Linked DNA regions of Zea mays: region 2 is linked to region 1. A link is a contact called in public Hi-C data. All regions are on one chromosome and are shown on one strand. The core of a region is the stretch at or near the end of the contact, and the rest is flanking DNA. Distances in the headings are between cores, read along the strand shown.

Region 1 (6,831 bases), core at 2,548-5,047:
CGATTAGTCGGACGACTTGGACGATTAATTGTAATTGGTCCAAACCGACTTGGACGATTAATCGCGAATAATCATGATTAATCGGACGACTTGAAAACATTGCTAGACGCTATTCATTTATCTGTCTCCACAATATACCTATTAACTGTTATTTATGTGCAGGAAATACTACATGACTCAGCTAGTAACTGGGTACCTTCCCAGTGTCATACTGCAAATCTTCCTGTACATTGTTGCTCCAATTATGATGCTGTTTTCTACATTGGAGGGCCCTACATCTCACAGTGAAAGGAAGAGAAGTGCTTGCTGTAAAGTGCTGTACTTTACAGTTTGGAACATATTCTTTGCTAATGTATTATCTGGTACTGTCATTAGTCAATTGAATGTGTTATCAAGCCCAAAGGACATACCTGTCCAGCTTGCTAAAGCTGTACCTGGACAGGTAAATCACATTCTTTTTTTCCGGTTCATGCTATATAAAGAACAAGATCTTGGCTAAGATATATAAATTTCTTGCATATGCAAATATACTATATTTGTTCTGTATTTAATTTTCATCTAATATTTCTTTTGCTTTTCTGCAAATCTAATTTTACTCCAGGCCACTTTCTTCATCACCTATGTCCTGACCTCAGGATGGGCTAGTTTGTCATCTGAAGTTATGCAACTCTTTGGTCTGATATGGAACTTTATAATCAAATACGTTCTGAGAATGAGAGAAGATACAGAATTCGTTCCCTCGTTTCCTTACCACACAGAAGTACCAAAAGTTCTGTTGTTTGGACTATTGGGCTTCACATTTTCTGTGCTGGCTCCTCTGATCTTACCTTTTCTGCTGGTGTACTTTTGTCTTGGTTATGTTGTATACCGCAATCAGGTGAGAAGCTAGAGGATGTATCCTTGTTATTTACCCCAAATTTATCTGTAGCATGCTAATATACTATTCTTTTCAGTTGCTCAATGTGTATCGAACAAGGTATGACACAGGTGGTTTGTATTGGCCAATTGCATACAACACAGTCATATTCTCACTTGTGCTCACCCAGATCATCTGCCTTGGTGTATTTGGCCTTAAAGAATCGCCGGTAGCTGCAGGCTTCACTGTACCTCTTATCATCCTTACTCTTTTGTTTAACCAGTACTGCAGAAACCGGCTTCTTCCATTATTCAAGACTTTTCCAGCACAGGTAATAACGTTAGTTCTTTAATAATATCATGTTGAAATGTCAGTTGCTATCTTGTGATGTTGACTGCTGCAATGTGATTGTGCAGGATTTAATCGACATGGACAGGGAAGATGAACGATCAGGAAGAATGGATGAAATTCACCACGGACTTCATTCTGCTTATTGCCAGTTCGCTGACACTGTAGATGTGCCCTTGGATAAAATTGAAATCGTTGGTGGGGATGAGGAGCAAGGCTCTAGCTCGGGTCAGTCCAGTGTTAAAGAAACGTGCGAGGATCCCAAGAAGCACCTGGCTCACCCTACACTAAAAGGACTCCCTGTTAACCGCCTCCGGCATGCCGTGAGGTCGGTTACTTTCCTGATCAGATTGCAGAGAAGAGGTTTATCAGAACAGAAAATCGGATAATTAGTTAGCCGCCAACCCCCTTTGCTTGTTGGCTATATAAATGTACAGAGGCATACATGCATATACGATCGTTCCCTTAGAAGAGAGAAGGGCTAATGTAGAAGTCTGTGGGAGAACATCATCATGAGTGTTGAGGTGCAATTTTGTTTTGTCGCATGGATGAGTTTGTTGGTTCTGCGGGTTATCTGGCAGATTCAGCTACCCAAACCTTAGCCTTGCACGTTGATGAAATTAATGCTCATGGTTTTGTTGTAAGAGATTAATGTGGCCAAAGTGATCTAGATGTATAATGTCCTCCTCTCCATTGGTTTGTGTTTGAGCCTCGCAACTTTAGCAGGTCTGTTAGTCTTCATGCGCCAATCATATTGAGGTATTGAGAATTATACTAATTGGTTTGTCTGACAAGCTGTAAGCATGTTAGTCCATGCTGTCGAGCAGCAGGTGTGGAGGTTCTTAACATGTAGCATTGAGCTGGTATCTGCATATCTGCAGCTGTTGGGTATCATATTCCTTTTTTTAAGAACATGACCTTGGCGACGTCTTACCACGTTTTTTTTATTGAAAGTAGAATTACGCGATGCAATCATAAGAGACCCTTATACCGTAGGTTATAAACCATAAAAGATCATAAGAGACCCTTATAGCGTAGGTTATAAACCATAAAAACTAATTTGGAAACAAGTAGATTGGAGAGTCTAAAATTATATTTATATTTAATTTAAATATAAAGAGGATTTAAGCCTCTCAAGCCTCTGACTCCCAAACTAGTTCTAGCTCTAACGGAAAAGAGAATTGAATTAGCTAAAATCTCCATCCTATGGAAGAGGATTTTAGCTCCCCGAGGATTTGTTTGGAAAGGATATTGGATGGAATTGAGGAGCCTAAAATCTTATTACTATTCTAACAAACCTTCAATCCTCTTCAACTCCTTTGTTTCCCAACTAGTTTGCTTCTCAATTGGTTCCGACTGGTAGCATTTTCAACGGAACATGTCTTTAAAGATGGTTTTTACTGTAAAGGTCTGTTTGGGAGCAAGTGACAAGTGTAATGAAGATGATTGAGGAAGCTACAATCTCTTACTATTTAATTTTGAATAGTAATAGATTATAGCAACATCAATCCCCTCCAATCTACTTATTTTCGAACACACTAAAGTGCATCTGTAATAGCTCCTTAAAACCTTAATCTCAATCCTCTTTTTAGAGAAAAAAAAACCTTTCCAACCGTTTTCTAGCTGTGCTCCTTAAATTGCCGCACGCGTATATCACCCCACACGCGGCGCAAATATTCGCCGGGCAGGCAGGCACCGTGCTCCCAATCCGCCGCTAGTTTTCCAATTCGCGCGATTTCCTTTTGGCGCCATCCGTGAGCTTCGGCAGCAGGTATCGCGCGAGGCGCTGCGTCCCTGTCGAGCAGACCTGCTCCCTCCTCGAGCAACGGTACGCTTCCCTCTCTGTGGAGTTCGATTGCTCCAAGGACGAGGCCGCCCAGCTTGCCTCCTCCCAAGCGGAAATACATCCACGAGTAGATCGATTTGGACGCAAAGGACGAGCGACTCCGGCTGAACTCTGAGCTAATGGAGATGTTGTTGGAGTTGTTGGACGCAAAGGACGAGCGATTTCCTTTTGGGAGTTGTTGGAGTATTAACAAATTTTTTTAGGAACTAAATTTTTAAGAGGTTCCAATTTTTATGTATTAGGATAAATATTTTCAGAGCTAATGGAGATGCTCTAAGAGATGGTTTTCCGAGAGTGTTATAAAATTCAAGTGGTATTAGAGGTGGTTTTTACGATTTTTCCCTGTCATGTAATGTATCAAGATGTGATCTATATCATTGGTTTCTGAGGAGCTATGAATCACTACTACTTTATGTATTTCAGCCAGGATGTTTTCATTTACTAGCAAATTATTTTCAGGATGCTGGAGGCATGGCTCTACAAGATGGGCCATTCTGATATACTCCTACATGAGGCCCACTTATTGAAGGCAGGAGAAGACGTTTGGGTTGGGCCCAGTCGAGCAAGGACCGTGTGGTCTGGCGCGCGGTCGACGGCATGGGTCGCGTGGCCGTCGAAGAATAGCAGCGCACGTGTCCAGCTTTCAGTGGCATGCATGCATAGCCGGCCAAAAAATAGCAGCGATTCGTTGCTACAAAGAGCATGCATCTGGATTGGAACAGAGGCGAATGCCGCATGATGCGTCGCCGAGCCATGACGATGACAATAGCCGCCGTGCTCTGCCTGCTCCTCTTCTCTGGCCGTCTCGCCGCGGCGGAGAAGACTTTCCGCGGAGGCGGAGGCGGAGGCTACGGCGGGTTGGAGGCCGGTGGCGGAGGCGGCGGCGGCGGCTACTCCACCCCGAGCGAGGCAGCGCCATCCACGCCTGCCGCTGGGGAGACGACGACCCCTTCGTCAGGCGGCGGTTACTCCACCCCTAGCGAGGCAGCGCCATCCACGCCTGCCGCTGAGGAGACGACGACGACTCCTTCGTCAGGCGGCGGGGGTTACGGCGGTGCAACCGGCAAGGCTTCCTCAGGCGGCGGCGGGCTGGACCCCGACGGCGACCCAGAGGTTGGGCTGAACGGGAAGGCGATCGAGGAGATCGTGAACGAGCACAACGTGTTCCGCGCCAAGGAGCACGTGCCTCCGCTGGTGTGGAACGCGACGCTGGCCAGGTTCTCGCAGCAGTACGCGGAGACGCTCAAGGGCAACTGCCAGCAGATCCACTCGTCGTCGCCGTACGGGGAGAACCTGATGGAGGGCACCCCGGGGCTGACCTGGAAGATCACCGTGGACGGCTGGAGCGAGGAGAAGAAGAACTACCACTACAACTCAGACACCTGCGACCCCGGCAAGATGTGCGGCCACTACAAGGCCGTCGTCTGGAAGACCACCACCAGCGTCGGCTGCGGACGCATCAAGTGCAACAGCGGCGACACCATCATCATGTGCAGCTACTGGCCGCCGGGGAACTACGACGGCGTTAAGCCATACTAAAATATATATCGACCCATTGCATATATATGTTGCAGAGCTTTTTATTTTGGCAACATATCTAGTGCACATGATCTGCTGGTACACATCATACACATATTTCGTATGATTGGATGTATGCGCGAGCGCATGCAGGCTCGCCTAATCCTGTCCCGCGGGATACGGCCGATTCCCCGCGCCCTGGGCATGCAAGTGAACGAGCCCTTTTTAGATCTGACCTGCACCGACGCATACCGGCTCGGATAGTGCTGTGCAGGTAAACAATCAAACACGCAACTACAGTCAGCAGCTACGGTCAACGCATCCCACGGGCCTGGACACAGCCGGCCAGGAAACCAATCATACGGATTAAATCCTGTCCTTTCATTTAAGATCCAGTGTCTTACAATTATCTCATCTCTCTCCTGCCTTTTTGCTAAAATGGCCTCCCATCTCTCTCACTTCCTGCCATGTCGTTTTTTAGAAACCCGCCCGGCGGACTGTTTATGTCCTTGATTAGAGCGGTGGGAAGATAAACAGTCCGCTAGATTTTTTTGCGTGCTAGATTTTTTTCTTCCTCCGGTCAATCAAATATAAATGTATTGTATAGGTGAATATATAGTGGCGTTTTCATGCACCAACAGGCTGAACGAACAAGATCAATGAGCATATTAAATCTAGTACATGTATAGTGTGCTCAAACCGGTACCGTACTCATATGCGCATATTAAATCTAGAGCGTCTATTACACATCCGATGGCAACAACCAATTTTGCGAAATACTCCTTCCACCTCTCCCCACATCCCAGTGTATTAAATCGCGGGCTAAGAGGTTTAGCGGCTGGGTTCCAGAACAGCTAAGTCCAGCTATAACCGGCTATAGCGGAAGCTAAACATTTTAGCGGATTTGCAAAAAAAAAAAAATAGAGTATAAATTTGACACAGATGAATAGACAACAAATTTGATAGTCATACATATTGTCATACATATAGGAGTTCAGCTCTATACATGACTGCCGTAAAATGTCTGAGCAGCTTAACTTAAAACAAAATGTCTGAGCTCAGCTTAACTTAAAACAAAATGTCTAAGCTCCAAGACATTGAGATCATTAGTTTAGTTCACAGTTCACCCAAAATGACTGTCCACAAGGTCAAATATAACATTGTAATCTAGCATCAATCAGAATCAAAGGCATGTGGAGACTTATCAGATTCAGAGGATTCCATTGCAATGTCACCATCTTCTGAATCTGATGAGGACTGCTGCACTTGAACTTGAACATCACGCATCAGAGACTGGAGGCTTCTTAACTTCTTTCTAGGCTTCATAGACCTCTTTCTTTTTGCTTGTACTTGAACTTGTGCTTGTGATGTTTGTTCTCCCTGTGATCTTCCATCTTGCGCTGGTTCAACAACATCATTCGGAAGAGGTACAATACCAGTAATGAATTCATTGTCATCATCACCAACAACATCATCTACTTCCCTCTCTAAAGGATCTTTGTCTATTCTCTCCTTCTTTCCCCTTAGCTTGGAGTTAAATTTAACAAACACAAGGTCTCTCATCCTATCATGAAGTAGCCTGTTTCTCCTTTTTGTATGAACCTATGAGTGAAATAGTGAACATAAGATAATATGTTTGAAACAAGATTTGAAACAGTACAATAAATATGGTTTTCTATGCATTTGGATAGTAGAGCTTGCAGTTTTACTACTAAAAATATTCACAAGTGGCCAAACAGATCCCACATAAGTGTATTTACCTGTTCAAATACGGACCAATTTCTCTCACAAGCTGAGGAACTACATGTTAGATTTAGAATTTTTGAAGCCACCATCCTAAATTATAGTTCAGCTGTTGACCAGGTTTAGGTACATGGTACACGGAGAAGTCAATAAAATTGTTTAAAAAAAGGTATCAATAGAGTGTCCAGATTGTTAATCTATTTGCAATATCAAATGCCCCATCGCAGCTCCACCTTTTTTTTGCAGTGTCTATACTTTTATATATATCCACCATGGAATATTTTGAATTAAAGTTCATCTGAAAGAAATAGGATGATACTCAAGTGAATGATACGGTAAAACAATCATAACTACAAGTCAATTGGTTGTCTCAAAAGACATCGACGGCACCACCAGCAGGACAATAAAGACAAACCATGAAACCGTAAAAGATGTGGAGCTTACTTTAATCACAAAAAAATGCTGCAGAAAACATAGCTACAAGGGACTACACTATTGAAAAATACATGCCTGTTTGCTT
Region 2 (6,831 bases), core at 1,914-4,413, 530 kb after region 1:
CATATATATATGGTAATTTTGTTCTGTTGTACTGAGTTTGGTGTTTGATGTCAGGTGACTGCCTTCGCGGAGCAAGTTGCCTCAGGGGCGCTGACCTCGCAGTTTGTTTCTGAGAGGAGACGGCTCGAGGGAAGGATTGAGCGCCTTCGAACGCAGCACACGGAGGCAGTGAGGGATAAGTTGATGGCTCAAAACAAGAGCTGAAACCTCCTCGAGAAGCTAATAGCTCTGGAGAAAGAAAAGGAGGACCTCGGCCGCCAGCTTACCGATGAGAAGGAGGACGCGAAAAAAGCTCGCCCGGAGGCTTAGGCTGCCCACAAGCGCACCACCGACCTGGAGCTAGAGCTAAAGAATATGCGTGGCCACCGTGAAAGGACGGAGTCTTCCACCCGTGCTAGGGTTGAATGGGCGCACACGCTTTTCGTGGATGCGTACCGGACCTTGGCACGCAGACCGCCCCTTTTGACGAGTTAGGGGAGGAGGTGGGGGTCCGCTTTCTGGGGTGGTTGCAAGATGATGGACTCGCTCCCATCTATCGTGATGGGTCTCAAGTCCTACGCGTCTCTCGTTACTTGCGAGGGGCTGCGAATGCTTTGTCTCATGAGGGATGCAGACATTTTGAAGTTTTCGACCGAGCGAACGAGGACTTCAATTGTGGACTCTTCCAAATTGAAGATGACGTGCTGAAGCACTTCGCTGGGGCACTTTATGATAGGATGTGGGGTCCCCACGGCCGCAACATCGTTCAGGAAAGGGCGGACCAAGCGCTGGCGTAGGTATGTTGTTGGTTTGGCGAGGGGTGTTGTGTGTGTTCGTTGTTTGAAAATGTTGTTGTGTTGTCTTCACTGGTGATGAACAAAGAAGATGTGGAGGACCTCACTGGCCTTGAAAGCTCGGTGACCCAGAGAGATGCTTCGGTGGAGGCGAGAGCCGAAGAGCAAACGATGCTTCTAGGAGGTGTTGTTGAGGGTTGCGCGACAACAGATGTCACACTCGGGTTTTAGGGGTCCAAAACCCGGGCACGAAATAATCACCAGGTGTGCTGGGATCAAGTCTCACTCATATGATGAATAGAGGTACATAAACGAATGTCACATCTTTACTATATAATAGGAGTTATGTACAAAATAAATAAATAATTACATCATAAGGAGACAACGATCCAGCAACCCAAAGTTGACTGGGAGACGACAGCCTAGACCTGTCACGAACTTGTCACAGCATCCTCCATACGCCTCATCCTGCGGTACCTGTTCTTGACCTGTGGGGGGGGGTGTGAGACAGCAAGAGTGAGCTCACATATGTTCATCGCTCAACAAGTTGTGGGGAATAATGTGTATGAACTCGCCAAAGGTGGGAGCTCATGTGAAGTGTAAGGCTTACCAAAGAGGATGGTTAGAGCTGAGTACTGCTTTTAAAGTTGGTCAAAATTTTATTAGCAATTACTAAGTATAAGTAAATTTCAACCTAATTAAGTAGTAGAACAAAAGTAATAACAACACCTACAATGCAATGCATATGACAAATTGAATTTAGTTCCATAAATTAATTGAGTGTCCGAGCTGCTCATGACCGTGAGCATGGCTAGTATACTAGTTTTACACTCTGCAGAGGTTGCACATGTTTACCCACAAGTCATGTTACCCATCTGCCAAGGGGTCATGGATCCCATACACCTCTACCAAGGAAGCGAGGCAGGGTAACACTATGAGGCCTTTACAAAGTTTCACTAGCTTCAGAAAACCCGCTACAGTTTCTAGGAAGCTCCAATGCAGGGATCCCTCGCCTGACCGCCATCACAACAAAATCAACCCAAGGACCTCCCTACACTGACCACTCCCCTACTGCCCTTGCCCCTTTCGGGTAAGGTAGTCTTCCACTAGCTTTCCTAGTTAGTCAGCCAAGGGCGTCCCATACCACCCTTGTGGTAGCACTGTTTTCCCAGGTGGTTCTCCATGTTCCAATTAACATAATGATCTTATCATGAACAGTAAATAACAAACTAATAATAAAAGTGTGATGGTGAATAATGTATATCTCTATACCCAAAACCACATAAAGCAATAGCAGGTACTACCCAAAAATTCAGTGGTAAACAAGGTATAAAGATAGTAAAACTAGGGTAACCTATTGGGTCCCATCAAAATTAACCTATGCAGATCATTATGAGTAATAAGAACGTGATTGGGTAAAAAGAAGTGATCAATGGCACAACTTGCGTAGGACTTGAGATTCCAGGTACCAGGATGATCTTCTGGTGACTCGTAATCTCGCGCTAGTCATAGCAATACAAACAAACAATGTATATGCTAAATTAACATCACATCAAACATAAGTACAAACTGAATAATAATGATCTACACGAAGGTACGAGATCGTGGGTTTGAGAATCACTAAAATCAGAGTTATGGTTAAAGAATTAGGATTTATGGCAGATCTACGTGGTTTAAATATTAAATTATATTATAAACTGGTTAGTGTATATCATATGAGAGACTATTCTATAAATAGTTAACTCAACCTTAATTTTAATTATAACTTAACTAGAGATCATATTTTTAATCAAACTATAATTATGGATTGGTTAACTTCGATTAGAGGAGTTAATCTATTAAACATAGGCTAGACAAATTTCTAATAATAAAAGTATAAGGTGTGATAAATGTTAGTGTCATACTATACATATATGATATTATTATGAATCTAACGCAATTCGAACGGATCAATTCGGAGTTACGGTTCTAAAGATACGATTTTCCGAAGTTATTAAGTGCTTGGCACGGGATAAATTAGGTAAACAATTTTAATCTATGTTTCATGATAAAATAAGGTTACTAGATGATAAAAAATATTAAAATGAACTTAATGCAATTGGAATGGATCAATTCCGAGTAAAAACGAAGGAGATATGGTTTTTCTACAATTCTAAATTTATTTTCGTAGCAAAAACAATTTCCAGAAATACTTTATAACTATCAGGGCTATTTTGTAAATTTCTAGGGACCTAACCGTAATAGTTTTCAACCAGCGAGGGATGTCGGTTTGGTTTATAAAGAACTCAGGGTTTCTTTTGCATATTCGTCCTACTGAAGGGGTATCTCGCCACATGAGCCCTTCGATCCGACACCGACGGCCCAGATTAAAAGATCCATCGCATGAACCGGTACGAGCTGTACACCGTCAGATTAAATAACTATGGTCCAGATTTTTATTATGGCACAAACCAGTTTCCACCATCCGATCACCCAGCAACGGCCAGATCTTTATGAGACGAAGGGGTATCCACGATAAAATCCAAGCCGTCCATCACGGAATCAATGGTCACAAGACCTTCTTCCCCAGGGCGGTGGCCAGGACGCTTGAGTCCGAGCCCCATTCGGCCATTCCCCTCGCCAGAAAGCGACGACGCGCCGGCCACCCCGCGGCGGAGGGCCTCCCGGCGACATGCTAATGCTAGGACTAGGCCACTCCCCACCCAACACCTAGGTGCTAAAGCTTGAAGGAGCAACGACGAACTCGATGGAAATAGATTTACCCGAAATCATGGTGGCAATGAAGCACTCCACGGTCCTATGTGGTTTCACGGCGACACGAAAACTCAGCAAGCAATTCCCGGAATCCCAGTCCTCGACCGCGCTCGTAGCTGCATCGGACACGTTTTGTGAACTCCATAGATCACTCATGTCCACCTTGCGTACTCCAAAAGATGGTGTAGGATGAGATCAACAGCGGCGGCCTTCATCGCCCTGTTTCACGGTGGGGGGTTGGCTTTGGGGCGCTCAGTTTTGAGGGAGGATAGAGGGGAGGAGCGGCCCCCATTTTATACTCCGAGGAGCACGACCTGAGCAATCGAAGTCCGAGCTCCAAATCTCGCCATGGTGGTTCGTCGGGTGGAGCAGGGTGCGATTCTGTTGTGAGCTCGATGGGGAATGCTGACGGCGTGGGTCCCAGAGGTCAGTGGACGACTTCCAGTGCGCGCTGAAGAGGTAGCCGACGGAGCAGGCTCCACATGGAAGTGCCACAAAAGAAAAAGAAAAGGAAAGAGCGTAGAGTGGGCTACACGGAGGTGTTGGTGGGCCGAGACAAAGGGGTTTCGGCCCAGATAAGGTTTGATATTTTCTTTTCCTCCCCTTTTTTTCTATTTTCATTCTCTCTTGTCTACTTAAATTCAAATTCAGGTTTCATTTAGATTCAAATTCACATCAAAGTTTGAGTTTAACTTTAAATGCACAGACAAGACTCCAAGCATGAGTGCAGGGTTTATTTTTTTATATTAATTGCATTATTCATTTAAGCAAATACTTGTAAGTGTATATTTTATACACACCAAATATATGTTTTAATGAAATAATTTCTATTGCATAATTTTATTAAGAGTTGGTTTAACCTAACCATTTTAGATAATATCTCTAAACATTTTTTAAAAAATAACTTAATATATATAAGATCATTAAATCTTTTATTATTATCTATATTTATTTTAGGAGATGTGACTTCAAAAATTTAAAAATTATTCTAACTCAACATCTTGGGAAAATTTTACATAATTCTCAAAATGAGATTTTGAGGTGTTACAGCAGATACTTCGGTGCAGGTTGAGATAATGTAATAGGGGGTAGACTGATAGTGTTAGTTTTTGTATGATACTGAAGATCGGTTGCTGCGCAGGTTCCGGCGTCCGGGCCTGTGCAAGTAAACCCTGATGATGTTATGAGTGATGATGTTTTGATGGATGCAAATGCGATGTCTCTTAGTGGTAATGTGTCGGGGGAATCAGATTTTGGGTTGTGGTCTTCGGAGGGTGGAAAATTGGGGAGCCCTTTTTCGTGGACGGATGATGAATCCTCGGAAGATGATTTAGACTATTTTGCAGCGTTGGATTTAGCTGCAGCGGAGTCTCCGTTGAGGACCGTCCCCCGCGAAGCGTCGGTGACTTTGATCGGTGCGCTCCCAGGTGACTTGTGAGGGCGAAAAAGATGGGGGTGTTGAAACAAAGCGTCTGTGAGTCTTCGCAAGGTGTTAGAAGACATCGTCGAATGGGCATGGAGAGGTCCCATCTTTAGATCGGACCACGGCTGGATCAAGGTGCCCATCGCGAGTTACTGGCGTCGACGTCTAGGTCATGCATCGGGGAAGGGGACCTACGGGACCTTTTTGAAGGGGAAGAGTTGAGGTTGATGCTATTTAATTTCTGAGAAGCTGGTCTTATCCCGAAGGAAGAGCTGATGTAATAATGAGTGTTGCCATCGCCGTTCTTTGGTGAAGATGAGTGAAAATGCTGCCCTCCCCCCCTTCGCTGAAGAACTACGATGGGCACATTTGTGATGGGTGAATATCCCGTGTGTAGTGTACACCGTGTAGTTGTAACATTTGTTGTGCGCTAAATTGCGCTTGGTGGCGCCTTTGTGCCCTTTATATTAATATATCGATGTTATTTTGTGATGACTTCGTGTTTTTTGTTGTGCCTATTGTGAGTTTGTTGTACCCTTAGGCGATTTTTGTGTGGATAGACGTGTGCGTGCCGTAGACAACTTCGCACCCGGTAGGTGTTGTTACGTTCGTGTTGCGTTGATCCGGCTGCACCCTTGAGCGGCTTTTGCTCGGACAATGTGTGTCTTGTAAACGACTTTGCACCATTTAGGTGGTGTTACGCACTTGTTGTGCCTATCCGGCTGCACCCTTAGGCGACTTTTGCTCGGATAATGTGCATCTTGTAGACGACTTCACACCATTTGGGTGGTGTTACACATTGTCATGCCTATCCGGTTGCACCCTTAGGTGACTTTTGCTCGAATAAAAATGTGTCTTGCAGGAGACTTCACACCCTGTGGGTGGTGTCCCGCACCTATGGTGCTTATCCAGCTGCACCCTTAGGCGACTTTTGCCTGGATTTGTCGCACACAATGGCTGCTGAGGCTTGCCGTTGTGGTGATTGTTTTGGCGTCGAATACCGAAGACCAGTTCTGCGATCTTTTTCAACATCCGCATCTATAATGCCGTCTTGAATTTTTTGTTTTTGGGGGAATTTTTGCGGCACTTTATTATATGGCTCCACCTCGTTAAAAACCTCACCCCCTGTGAGGAAAAGAGTGCGGGCCTGATAGAGATAGTGTCTGCGAAAATTACAAAGGTGCGAAGGCCTTGGGACTAGACGAAGAATTTTCGTAAGTTATCCACATTCCATGAGTGCTCTAGGTCTTCACTGGATCGTGAAGCGAGCCTGTAGGCGTTAGTGGATGTTTTTGTCTTGACGATGAAGGGCCCTTCCCATTTGGGTTTGAGCTTTCCCAGGACTCTGTTCTGGTGGTTCTTGTGAGGACTAGGTCTCCTTCCTCGAATTCTTAGGGGATGACAGTGTTGTTGTGCCATGCATTCATCTGCGCTTGGTATTTGTTTAGTGCCTCCAGGGCAAGAACACGATCTCCGTCGATAACTTCCTTGTAGGTTGACTCGTCGACATCACGAGTGGCTGTGGAGCTCGCTCGTGGAGATCCGTGCTTCAGCTCTTGCGGCGTCATTACTTCGGATTCGTACATCAAGAGGAAAGGTGTAAATCCGATCGCTCTAGATTCTATTGTGTTCAATGCCCATATGACTTCGGGAAGCTGGTCTGCCCATTCGCCTTTCTTGTCGTCGAGTAGCCTTTTCATGATGGCACTGAAAATCTTGTTGTTGGCATGTTCAACTACTCTGTTGGATTGCGGATGGTAGACAGAAGCGAACACTTCCTTCGTGCCGATAGAGTTGCAGAATTCCCGGAAGTCTTGGTTGTCGAACTATTTTCCGTTGTCGACTGTTAGCTCTGATGGGACTCTGAACCGACACACGATG

What was found. Hi-C and Micro-C count contacts between places; a contact is called where the count stands out from the background.
Region 2: a Hi-C map of leaf shows a contact between it and region 1, with 7 times the contacts expected there. The contact joins the enhancer-like site here to the promoter of LOC100194144 in region 1. A contact is called at or near these places in 2 of 25 Hi-C or Micro-C datasets (bundle sheath and leaf).

Annotation. Positions count from the first base shown.
Region 1 is chr3:107,863,055-107,869,885 of Zm-B73-REFERENCE-NAM-5.0, forward strand. LOC100194144 reads left to right here and starts at 3,798. Exons shown (of 1, transcript NM_001139195.1): 1 at 3,798-4,671. The coding sequence starts at 3,804. The coding sequence ends at 4,589. It overlaps LOC103650301 (CSC1-like protein RXW8), which reads left to right. Exons shown (of 12, transcript XM_008675906.3): 9 at 163-442; 10 at 602-877; 11 at 954-1,187; 12 at 1,273-1,903. The coding sequence ends at 1,593. LOC103650300 reads right to left here and starts at 6,418. Exons shown (of 2, transcript XM_008675905.3): 1 at 6,329-6,418; 2 at 5,518-6,170. The coding sequence starts at 6,403. The coding sequence ends at 5,742.
Region 2 is chr3:108,392,423-108,399,253 of Zm-B73-REFERENCE-NAM-5.0, forward strand. No RefSeq gene overlaps it. Among protein-coding and RNA genes, the nearest start is that of LOC109945263, 23 kb to the left of the region's middle. Within about 2 kb of position 3,164, at least 17 of the 20 cell types and tissues checked have an H3K27ac peak or open chromatin away from gene starts, as enhancers often do. A contact at or near this core is called in bundle sheath and leaf, where this site is marked.